Regions from separate parts of the Sus scrofa genome. Here all the other regions are linked to region 3. A link is a contact called in public HiChIP or PLAC-seq data. All regions are on one chromosome and are shown on one strand. The core of a region is the stretch at or near the end of the contact, and the rest is flanking DNA. Distances in the headings are between cores, read along the strand shown. Region 1 holds the start of FOSL2 (FOS like 2, AP-1 transcription factor subunit). Region 2 overlaps FOSL2 (FOS like 2, AP-1 transcription factor subunit). Region 3 holds the start of BABAM2 (BRCA1-A complex subunit BRE).

Region 1 (3,482 bases), core at 646-3,145, 490 kb after region 3:
TACTCCAAGGCCTGTGCTCTTTACCCCGCACCTCGCTCCACCCCGCCCAGCGAGGTGGGAGAACGTAGGAGTCAGGACTACCTGCTCCCTGAACTTCGCTCCAAAACAACTGAAGACAACATCGGGGCACACCCTCTCCCGGACCTCCCTCTTCCCTATTTTTTCTTTTTCCAAATTCGTAACAGTCGGAGTTTGCCTATAATGCACGATCATTCCTATTAGATGCGTCCTAATTGCCCAGCGTAGAGGGCCGGAATGTCTTGCCTGGTTAATTTCGTCTTCAAGGCTGCTCCTAACAAATTAATTGCAGGGCCGAAAAAGGGAGGGGGGAAGCAGTGGGCAGCCAGCCACGGAGGGGAAAATAGGCAGGCCGGCCCCGCCCGGCGGCGCCGCGCCGGGCCAAGGCCCGGCCGCAGGGAGGCGCGGATACCCTGCGCGCCCAGGGCGCCCGCTGCTCCGGGCGGCGCCGCGGAGGGCGCCGACGACCGCGCGCGGCCGCACCCTCCCTGCGAGCGGCTCTGCGCGCCCGGCTCCCGGCCTCGCGGTGGCGCCGCGCTGAACCGCCCGTCTCGCTCTTCAGGACTGTGATTATTTTCTAAAACCCTGCGCAGGGGCCCGCGTGGCCGCTCTCGGGGGCCCCGCCCCGCGCCCCTTCCCAGGGCGGTGGAGAAGTAGGGAGGCCGTGGCGCGCTCTGGAGCCGGCGAGGGAATCCCTCTCCCTCCACGTCACCCGAAAGCGAGGGAACCCGCACGCGCGTCCTCTAACGCAAATGACCATCTTTGGCAACAGGCGCCGGTGGAACAGACCAAGGGCGCAGGGCCCAGGGGGGTGGGCGGGGGTGGGGAAGGGCCGGGCTGCCTCGGGTCCCCCAAACCGCGCTCACAGCGCTCCCACCCCCTCCACCTCCTTCCTTCCTCGCGCAGGGTGTGCGGCTGGCGTCAGCGCGGCCGGGAGCCCGGGCAGGGAGGGGAGTGCTGCGCCCGCCTCCTCCCGCGCCTCTTCCTCCTCTTCCCCCTCCTCCTCCTCGGCCCTCTCCCTCCGCCTCCCCTAGCGCTCCTCCCGCAAGGTGGAGTCTTGGGTTGACGTGAGGTACAGGGGCTGGAGAATAAAGAGTGGAGTTGAACTCGTGCCATTGTAGTGACTCATCTCGGGCAGAGCGCTGGGGCTCCGAGCGAACCAGCGAGCAAGCAAGCGGCGCTCGGCGGGGACAGAGAGAGGGAGAGAGAGAGGCGCGGACGGGCGAGGCGGGCCCGTCCGGGAGCGGGCGCCGGGGAAGGGGTGCAGGTCCGGGCGCCGGAGCCGCCGCAAGGGGAGCGGGCCCGCGTCCCTCTCCGCGTCAGCTCAGCTGGAACCCCACGGGCCGCGGGGCGGGCTGCCTTCACCTAATCAAGTGTCCCTGCCGCTCGAAACTCCGGCGGCGAGTCGGCCACAGGAAGTTTATTCTCAGCTCCTTTTCTAAAAGGAGGAAATAGAAGTTTCTCCAAGCGGGCAGCCTTTCTTTTCGCCTTTTTTTTTTTTTCTTCCTTTTTTGCCCTGTCTGAAATTGGGGGCCCCCAGACCTGGCAGGCTTGACTCGCCGGGCTCCTATTCTTTTTTTAATTTCCAATTTTTGATTGAGCCGGCGGTCCCGGCTGGGCTCTGATTGCGCGCGGGGGCAGGAGGGCGCGCGCAGGGGAGGGACCGAGGGACGCGCGGACTTTTTAGAGGGAGGGACCGGGTGGACAACTGGTCCCGCGGCGCTCGTAGAGCAGGAAAGAAGTGCAGCGCTCGGCGCTCGGGGGGCACTGTTCTCGGAGTGCCGCCGCCGAGGGGGAGAAGCCCGGGAGCGACGCTTAGAGCCCCAGGCGCGGCCGGCAGGGAGCCAGCGCGCAGCTGCCGGTGCGCGGCCGCGGCGAGGGCGGGGGAAGAAAAACACCCTGTTTCCTCTCGGGCCCCCACCGCGGATCATGTACCAGGATTATCCCGGGAACTTTGACACCTCGTCCCGGGGCAGCAGCGGCTCTCCTGCGCACGCCGAGTCCTACTCCAGCGGCGGCGGCGGCCAGCAGGTAGGTGCGGGCCCCGGGTGCACCTGGCGCCGCGGGTGGACCCCCCGCCTTCCTCTCGCCAGGACTGCCTTTTTTCCCCCCCTTTCTTTTCCCTTTCTTGATTTGGCGAGAAAATTCTTGCGGCCTCCATTGTAAGTTCTAGATTTTCATCTTGTCCTCCTGACACCTCCTTTAACCTTCCCCCATCCCCCGCCAACACTTTTTTTTTTTTTTTTTTTTTTTAAACTAGAGCGGCGAGTGGGCTGGAGAGCCAACAAACCCTCGCCTTCACACTACATCCTATACAGACAAGCTCCTGGAATTGCAGGGCCTTTTCCCCAGGACCCTGTACCTCTCTCGCAGGAACCCCGTGGTTAGACCCCCCTCCAAAAAAAATCTTTGCACCCACGGGCACCTCCCGACATCCAGGGACCTTATTCCTGCGAAAAAGCCCTCTCTCCTTCGGTCTTCGTTCATTTCTGAAAGAACTTGGGGACTGGGAAAAATGGGCTCCTTCAAGTAATCCGGAGCGAGGGCGAGGGTTGTCGCTCTGGGAATCAGGTGCGAAGGTCAGGAAGGAGGAGGTCAGCCTTGATTGGCTCAGGCTGCGCCTTTCTCCCCCGCGCCCATCCATCTCCTGTTAGGGTCACAGAAGGAGCCTGCACAGCCGACCAGAAGGGGCGCCTTGGGGGTCTGGGAATATCTGGGGCCAGGACGCCTGCAGAGAGGGGACGGTGGGGGGGCGGTGGGGGCGGTGGATGAGACCTCGCTTAGGCTCCTGGGTGGTTCTGGAAGCCGGAAAACAACTTGTTTCTAAAGCAGGCGGACTGGTTTGCACCAGAGGGATTTTGCCTGAGATCTGTGTGTCTATAAATACCGGAATAAATACCAGAAAGGTGCTGCTGGGTTGGTGGTGTTCGTGGGGTGCCTGCCCTCTGCAGCCACCACTCCCCCCCACCCCCCGACCCCCACTCTTGGGAGGGAGCTGGCTTAACCAACAAGGTTGCTGGAACCTGAAGCCCGCCTCGGTCAGGATCTGCAGAGTCTCTAGGCAAGTTGGCTGTCTCGAGTTGCGCTGGTAAGATGATGATGGCTTTGGCTTCTATAAGCCAGCCAACCAGGAGGGCCTGGGGTGGACTTCTGGGGAGGAGGGACCCTGAGGGAGAATAAAATGGAAAGGGGGCTCTCTTTGGTATCTGAAGAGGGGTCTCTTATTCCAAAGTGGTTCCCCATACCTGGTGAGTCCTTAAAATGGCTTTTCTGTGTCTTCTTTTTACCTGCCCCGGTGTCCCCTTTAGCACCCCACTGTAGAGAACCTGGTTGGTGCATTGAGGGTACGGTCAGAGCACCCCTAATACTGAGCACTAAGGTGATGCATTTCAAGTCTTGTCCCAAAGTGTTTGATTTTTGTTTGCTCTCCAGCCCCATTGGTGGTTTGTATTGAATCCAGATAT
Region 2 (3,656 bases), core at 708-3,207, 500 kb after region 3:
CCTTTTGCTGGTCCTGACAGCCTGCACCGTGCCAGGCACACTGGCAAGTCATCGGGGTTGAGCTGTGAGCAGCTGGCAGAGGAAGCTCGGGGTGTGGTGGCATCCTCGGCCCTCCCTCTGGCGACCGAACATACCCCTCTGGGTGGTTCTTCCTCTGGGCCCAGCTACTTAATCAAATGGGGATAATGAGGCTTGCAGAGCAGGCAGAGTACTGGGGAGGAGTAATTAGGCAGAGTTTGGAGGAAGCTGCTTAGCTGGGTGGGGCCAGGCCTGGCTGGCACGAGGGGGCTCTCTGGGGAAGCCGTCCCAGCTCATTCTTTCAGGCCTTGGCACTGAGTCAGGGCTGACATGATAAATGCTGCTGTCATACCTGGGCTGGTGAGTCCCTGACCCGCGGCCGTCCTGCTCTCCCTTCGAACCCATGACACCCCCTTCCAGGGGGTCCAGCTCCAAGTGTTGTCGCAAACCAGCAGTGAGCTGCGTGTCCTGGGACCTCTGAGCCACGCTCCTCCTGCCTCCCTGCCCCCGCCCCGTCCTGGAAGGGCTTCTTCCCCTCCTTAAAATGCGGGTAAAAGCCAAAAAGCTGGTGAGCCATTTACTCAAGCCTGACCGCGATCCTTGCCCTTGACCTCTAGCTGTCCCCTGAAGAGGAGGAGAAGCGTCGAATCCGGAGGGAGAGGAACAAGTTGGCCGCAGCCAAGTGCCGGAACCGTCGCCGGGAGCTGACGGAGAAGCTGCAGGCGGTGAGGCGCTCTGCTCGGGGTGGCCACCGAGCAGGGACCCCGGGGCTCCTGGCCCTTCCCGTTCCTTGCCCTGGTGACCTACGTATGAGTCCATGCACACAGACCCATTCCTTCCTTTGAGCACACGGGTCAGCCCTGCCCTGATTAAAGGGGTGTCGGGGGTGTGGCCTTGAGTACCAGCCTCAGCCCCTTTCTCCCTCAGCGCCCAAGACCTGCTGGGACTCCTGGGTGAGGGATGGCAGAGGCTGCCAGTCTTACTGGGCCCTGGGAGCCCGGGCAGGCCCAGACCTGCCCCCTCCAGGGCACCTTGCCCAGATTCCAGCTGCCCCCCATGCCCGCTGCAGCAGGAGCGGTCCAGCCTAGCTTTAGCATCTTGTCTGGGCAGCAGAGACACCTGCTGTCTGGGGTCCTTCACCTCTGCAGCGGTCTTGACGCTCTCTGGGTCTCATGGGAATGGGTCACGTGCAGCTGAGCTGTACTCTCTCGGGGTTTTCTCATCTCCTTTGTGGGCAGGAGGGTTCCCCGCCTCTGTTGTGAGCCTGAAGCTGTCACTTTGGTACCTCATTCTGCCTTTGTGAGTCATTCTTTCTCCCCGGCTGCCTAATTGCCCACACCTGGGGGCCCGTGGCCCTGCGTGTCCCTCGCAAATGCTTGACCCGATCAGCGTCTCATAACCTCCCTCCAGAGCCCAGCTCTACGGGATGGGCCGTGGGCCATGGGGAGGAAGTCCAAAGCCAGGACTGGCTCTCCCCGGGGTGGAACCATTTTCAAAAGGAGAAGCGAGAGACTCTGTCGGTGGTCCTTACCGTGACCAGCCAGGCCGGTGCTCTGGAGCTCCCCATTACCTGGCATGTCCCATTACTTCATTTACTCCTCCCAGGTACCATCCACCTGCCTCTGCTCCGCTGTGTCCACCGCAGAGCCCCTGCTCTTGGGTCTTGAACCTGCGCTGCGTGAATTCCATGGCACCTGTAGTCATGTGCCCTGGAGGTGTTTATAGAATCGGGAGGATGGTTGGGGGGGGGATTCTCTGATGCCAGGTGAGGTGGATCCCTTAGTGACCAGCACTCCACGAGGAGACCCCCTCCGGAGCCCACCCTGTCACTGACCTTTCAGGGACCATGCGCCCTGGGTCTACCTGGGCCCTCCTCCCACCAGCCCCAGAAGAGTCTGCCCTCCGAGGCCCCTATGCTTTCCTTTCCTCTCTCCCCCGAGAGCCTCACACCCTCACTCCCCCGCCTCCCCACGACCCAGCCACCAGGCCCGTGAGCCACATCCTCTACAGGAAACCTCTCATAAGCTCATGACGTTCATCAGACCCTTGCGATAGATGGAAACTTTTTTTTTTTAACTCCGGAATATGCTGTGCTCTGCGTAGCGAAGCTCTGGCCCATCATGCTGCCTGGTTCTCAAAGAGGAATCTGTGTTAGGGAAAGGTGGCGAAGAGGCTGGTGTGACACACATGCCTTTTCGTCTTCCGTCACTACCGCCTCCACGTGCATTTGCTGCTTCTCTGGCTTTGTGTGACAGGAGGGGCTGCGGTCCTTGCAGTGGGTCCCTGCCATCCTCACAGGCCTGCTCAGGCTGTCCGGGGTCTCCTCTGTTCAAGCGCAGGGGCTGAACTGGATGTTTGCCCAGGGTTCTGTGAGTCCTGAAACATATGCTTTTTACTGGGAGCCAAAAAGGGAAGAGGAGCTAGAATATGATCCAAAGGGGATGAAGTGAGCACTTCCTACAAGCCAGGCGCTGTCCGGGGCTCATGTGCGCAGGCAGAAACCTCCACGGCCACGTGGCTTAGAGCTTAGTGTCTCTGTGTCCAGAGTGAGCTACAAGAAGGGGGTGGGGCAGCTGCATGCCTTCCCCTCAGATCTCACTATTACTCACCCCTCTGGGGTCCCAGGGGGCAGTCCTGCCACCAAGGCAGAAAGTGTAGTGGCATGTCGACTCTGGAGTCAGCCACACTGGGGTCAGATCTGGGCAACCCTACTTGCTTGCTCTGTGACATTGGGCAAATGATTAAACCTCTTGGAAACTCAGTTTCCTGATCTGCAGAATGGGTTGCTGATAACACCTGCTTCAAAAAACTGCTACATTGAATGAGAGAATGCCTGTGAAATGCTTCACACAGTGCCTGGCACAGAGGAAGTGCCCGGTCATGGCAGCTACAATGGCTAATTCACCCTTCCTCTAAGCTGACTTTCCTTTTTTTTCTCAAACTGTTACTCCTTTGGCAAGTAAAGGAACCTTGAAGCTGCAGGTGACTCCGAAGCAGTGGGCTGTGAGCGGGTCCTCTGAGGTTCTGGTCGGTTTTACCCTTTTCACCTGGGTTTGACACCCCCCAGCCCACCCCCTGCTGTCCCTCACCCACCCCTCTTCCCCTGCAGGAGACAGAGGAGCTGGAGGAAGAGAAGTCGGGGCTGCAGAAGGAGATTGCCGAGCTGCAGAAGGAGAAGGAGAAGCTGGAGTTCATGCTGGTGGCCCACGGGCCTGTGTGCAAGATCAGCCCTGAGGAGCGTCGGTCCCCACCGGCCTCTGGGCTGCAGCCCCTGCGCAGTGGGGGCAGCGGAGGCGTGGGCGCCGTGGTGGTGAAGCAGGAGCCCCTGGAAGAGGACAGCCCCTCATCCTCGTCCGCGGGGCTGGACAAGGGCCAGCGCTCCGTGATCAAGCCCATTAGCATCGCTGGGGGCTTCTATGGGGAGGAGCCCCTGCACACCCCCATCGTGGTGACCTCCACTCCTGCCATCACTCCGGGCACCTCGAACCTCGTCTTCACCTACCCCAGCGTCCTGGAGCAGGAGTCACCGGCGTCGCCCTCCGAGTCCTGCTCCAAGGCTCACCGCAGAAGCAGTAGCAGTGGGGACCAGTCATCAGACTCCTTGAACTCCCCGACTCTGCTGGCTCTGTAACCCAGCT
Region 3 (3,577 bases), core at 856-3,355:
AGTAGCATCAATTACCATAGGGAGCGTGAGACGGGGATGCTCTAGACAGCAGTCAGCAAACTATGGCCTGCAGGCTGTTTTTGTAAGGCATAGGAAATAAGAATAGTTTTTTACATTTGTACATGACCTAGACCATATGTGGCTCGAAAAGCCTAAAATAATTACTGTGTGGCCCTTTGCAGGCTTGAGCTCTCAAGAAAGAGTGTAGGCCTCTTTGCCACATGTCCACTTAAAGTGAACTTATGCTCTGTCACCAAAGGAAGCACATCCATCTTGGCACGAGGTAGCTCACATATTTGTGGAAAAATAAAGGCTCCCGGCACTTGAAGGTCTTTTGCTGCTTGTTATTACACTCTCTCACCTTCAGGTTTTTGGTAATCATGTGCCTGCCCCGGCAGTCTCTTCCTCTTTCTACTCGCCACCTTTCTAACCTTGGCTGGTGATAACCTGGCTTATAAACATTTTAAGCAATGTAAGATTAAGCTGGTTATGGGAAGACCCTAAAACTATTTTCTAAGAAAAACACAGGTGGTTTGGTGCAGGGATTTGGTGACTTATTTTTATTGTCCCAAGGCCTTTTTATTTATTTCCAGGTTCTCAGCTACTCTTCTGAAAAGCAAGGTTGCAGGAAAGATGGACAGGTCATACTGCAGTATGTCTGATCACTTTTCATTTTTTGTAAGAAAAATAGCGTTATATCTGAAAAGGCACTCAGCAAAAAATTAAAGTGAAGCAACATGAATCATAGGATTTCCTTGGGATATAGATGAGAGAGGGAGAGAGCGCAATAAATAAATATTACTTTTACAATCAAAAAAGCCATTTTCATTAAAAAATAAATTGGAAAGATCCAATGTCACTGACCTAGCTCAACGATTTTCCGATTTCCTTCTAGCATATTTTATTTCATCCCTTTTTTTTTTTTTTTTTGGTCCATGCCAGGGCCAGGGATCCAATGCGAGCCACAGCAGTGGCCAAGCCTCTGCAGTGACAACGCTGGATCCTTAACCCGCTACACCACAAGAGAACTCCGATTTTGTTTTTTACTATTATAGATATTGTATTTATGGGTTTTTATTTTGATTCACACTTGGTTTGCCATAAGTAACCTACAGTTACTCTAATACTGAAAAATAAACGGAAAATATGAAATGCAAGAATGCTAACGATCAATAGAGTGAACGGCCTGTTGACCTCTGCTCCACTCATTTTATACACGTTCCACGAATAATACCCAACCTGGATGGTGTTATGGCTCAAAACACTTTAGTTCATTTCACTTTCATAACAGCCCAGTGAGGTGGGGGCACCTTCTGGAAGGTAAAATAACTTGGTTAAAGTCACTGGCTAGCCCGGGGAGAGGTTCAACAGCCTGGTCCGGAAAACAGGAACAGGTCTTTGGAGGCGCTTCTAGTTACACGAGAGCTTTTACTACGCTCTGGCCTTTGTTTCCTCATCTGACAGTTACCTTCACAGACTCAAAACCTGCCTCTTCCCATCGAGGCACAGGGCGGCCTGGGGAAACCTGTAGTTCACACCAAAAGCCAACAGGCTCCATGCCCAAGGCCCCAGTGCCAAGGCAGTAAGAAGAGAGAACACGGTCCGTCCCTCCCGCGAGCAGCGGCTTCTGCAAACTGGCCCCAGACTAACCTGACCAGGTCGGTCATGCAGGAGCCCACCACCACCACTGCCGCCGCCACCTGCTCCTGCCACTGCCTCCCGGGTTCCCCAGACGCGGCCATTGCTCTACGTCGGCGCTCTCCAACCAGGAGGCTGCCCTTTAACCTTTGCCCGACCCGGTAACCAGGGACGCCACTCCTACGCTCCCTAACGACGCGGGCCTTGCAGGACGTCCGTGCGGGTCGCCCACCTGAATGCCCGAAATAACCCCGCCCACCAACTGCCCCCAGTTCTTCCAGGAATTGTCTCCCTGCACAGCTTCCCGCTACAGAGCCCTCCTGATCGGTCCAGACTCCGTGCTGCTTGCCGCGCACGAGGCAGGCGCCGAGGCAGGAACTTTCAGGCACTGCGGGGACGCCTCTCCGAGCGCCTGGCCTGGCGCGGCCGGGGACGCGCACGCCGCCCGGCTCCTGGGCCGCAGAGGGGGCGGGGCGGGACGTCCGGGGGGCGCGCACGCATCCGGCCCGCGGTGCGCGCGCAGGTTGGTGCGTCGGTCGGGGGCGCGCTCGGGTAACCTGTACCCCACGTAGTCGCCGGTTACCGATCGGACTAAGCTCCAGGTACCTGGACTGGGGCTGGTGCGGGGAGGTTGGATCCCGAGTCGCACAGGTGGTGCTAAGGACAGTGGTTTAAATATGCCCAGGGCTCGCCTCCTCTTTCTATAGAGAAGGCCCCTGTTCCAAAGATGCCCTGTTCATTCCCATCATGCTGGCTCCCTAGAGAACGAGCCCCCAAGGCCAGAGGCTGCTCTTTCCATGCCTAGCCCGCCCCTGGTCCCTGATTAAGCTCAGCTCCTTCCTCCTTCCCGCCTGATGAGGGGATCGTACAATTTGGGAGAAGGAAGAGCCTCTGGTCCCTTTTAGATGTCCCCCTTTGGAGCGGGATGTCATTCTTTGGGTTCGAGTCGACTTGTTTTTCTTGAACATTGCCCCTTGGAGAAATTGCTTCCCCCGTGTAACTTCCCTCGTGCGCTGCGTGACGTCGACGTGACGCAGCAGGACGCCACCCCTTTCCGTTCCATGACGTAAGCTGGGCACATGTTTCCGTGTTTGTCATCCCATCTTAATTGCAAGAAACTGACGATGCTTCAGACGTCTTTGTATTCCCCAGGCTGCCCATCAGAGGACCTCATGTGACCCTATTTTGAGGCAGCAGATCCCTATAAAAATTGTATTTCTGCATTTTCCTTCTGTAATACGTCAAAATCAGGAAATAGAAATTGCACAATTAGCATTCAGGGGAGGCTGACCACCGTAAATTTTTGCCTATCTAGGATCTCTTATTGTGCTTCGATGTGTAAAGTTACTACTGGGGGTTGAACCCCCATCCGTGTCCCTTACTCAAAAGGATTGCGCCAAAGAACCATCTTTTTTGGCTGTTTGGTGACCTGTGATTTTGGAATCAGTGGTTTTTTTTTTTTTTTTTCCTTAGAGAAGTCACAACAGCTCCTGCTGAAACATTTTAATGCTGCATGAAATCTTGCACTGTCAAAAGATAGTGTTCTGGCTGTGCTGGAAACAAAGACAAATTCATTCCTTCAGGTGTCATTCTAAGGTCATGCCAGTTGCTGAATTGAATGGGATGTTGTCACCTTAAGTATAGTTTGGTTTCTGGAGCAGGTTTGTTCCCTTTAGTGTTTGCCTGGTGAATCACTAGGCTTCAGCAGTAGACCAACAGTAGTCTAATTTGTTTCTGGTTGTCAAGCAACCATTAGTTTAAATTGGTGACTTTTTTGCTCACATTTTACTAGATGTATGCTTTTTTTTTTTTTTTTTAAAAAAAGCACATTCACTTTGATGCTTTTATTTTTTTGGTGATTGAAGTTATAAATGTTTATTTGAGAGGAAGATGGGTATAGTGGACTTGGAGGGAGATCTGGATTTGAATTCCGATCCTT

Evidence for each region. HiChIP or PLAC-seq counts read pairs in DNA pulled down with a chosen protein or histone mark.
Region 1: an H3K27ac HiChIP or PLAC-seq map of alveolar macrophages shows a contact between it and region 3. The contact joins the promoter of FOSL2 here to the promoter of BABAM2 in region 3. A contact is called at or near these places in 4 of 5 promoter capture datasets (fetal liver, fetal skeletal muscle, liver and 1 more), 15 of 47 Hi-C or Micro-C datasets (alveolar macrophages, brain, embryonic fibroblasts and 9 more) and 2 of 2 datasets of contacts at active chromatin or transcription factors (alveolar macrophages and skeletal muscle).
Region 2: an H3K27ac HiChIP or PLAC-seq map of alveolar macrophages shows a contact between it and region 3. The contact joins the enhancer-like site here to the promoter of BABAM2 in region 3. A contact is called at or near these places in 4 of 5 promoter capture datasets (fetal skeletal muscle, liver and skeletal muscle), 7 of 47 Hi-C or Micro-C datasets (fetal liver, fetal skeletal muscle, liver and 4 more) and 2 of 2 datasets of contacts at active chromatin or transcription factors (alveolar macrophages and skeletal muscle).

The regions. Positions count from the first base shown.
Region 1 is chr3:110,841,316-110,844,797 of Sscrofa11.1, reverse strand. FOSL2 (FOS like 2, AP-1 transcription factor subunit) reads left to right here and starts at 1,895. Exons shown (of 4, transcript NM_001315740.1): 1 at 1,895-2,049. The coding sequence starts at 1,948.
Region 2 is chr3:110,824,927-110,828,582 of Sscrofa11.1, reverse strand. It overlaps FOSL2 (FOS like 2, AP-1 transcription factor subunit), which reads left to right. Exons shown (of 4, transcript NM_001315740.1): 3 at 636-743; 4 at 3,128-3,656. The coding sequence ends at 3,649. Among named protein-coding and RNA genes, the nearest start is that of FOSL2, 16 kb to the left of the region's middle. Within about 2 kb of position 1,957, at least 18 of the 83 cell types and tissues checked have an H3K27ac peak or open chromatin away from gene starts, as enhancers often do. A contact at or near this core is called in alveolar macrophages, liver, retroperitoneal adipose tissue and 1 more, where this site is marked.
Region 3 is chr3:111,326,942-111,330,518 of Sscrofa11.1, reverse strand. BABAM2 (BRCA1-A complex subunit BRE) reads left to right here and starts at 2,105. Exons shown (of 12, transcript XM_021088348.1): 1 at 2,105-2,240. It overlaps RBKS (ribokinase), which reads right to left and starts at 1,743. Exons shown (of 8, transcript NM_001315776.1): 1 at 1,651-1,743. The coding sequence starts at 1,742.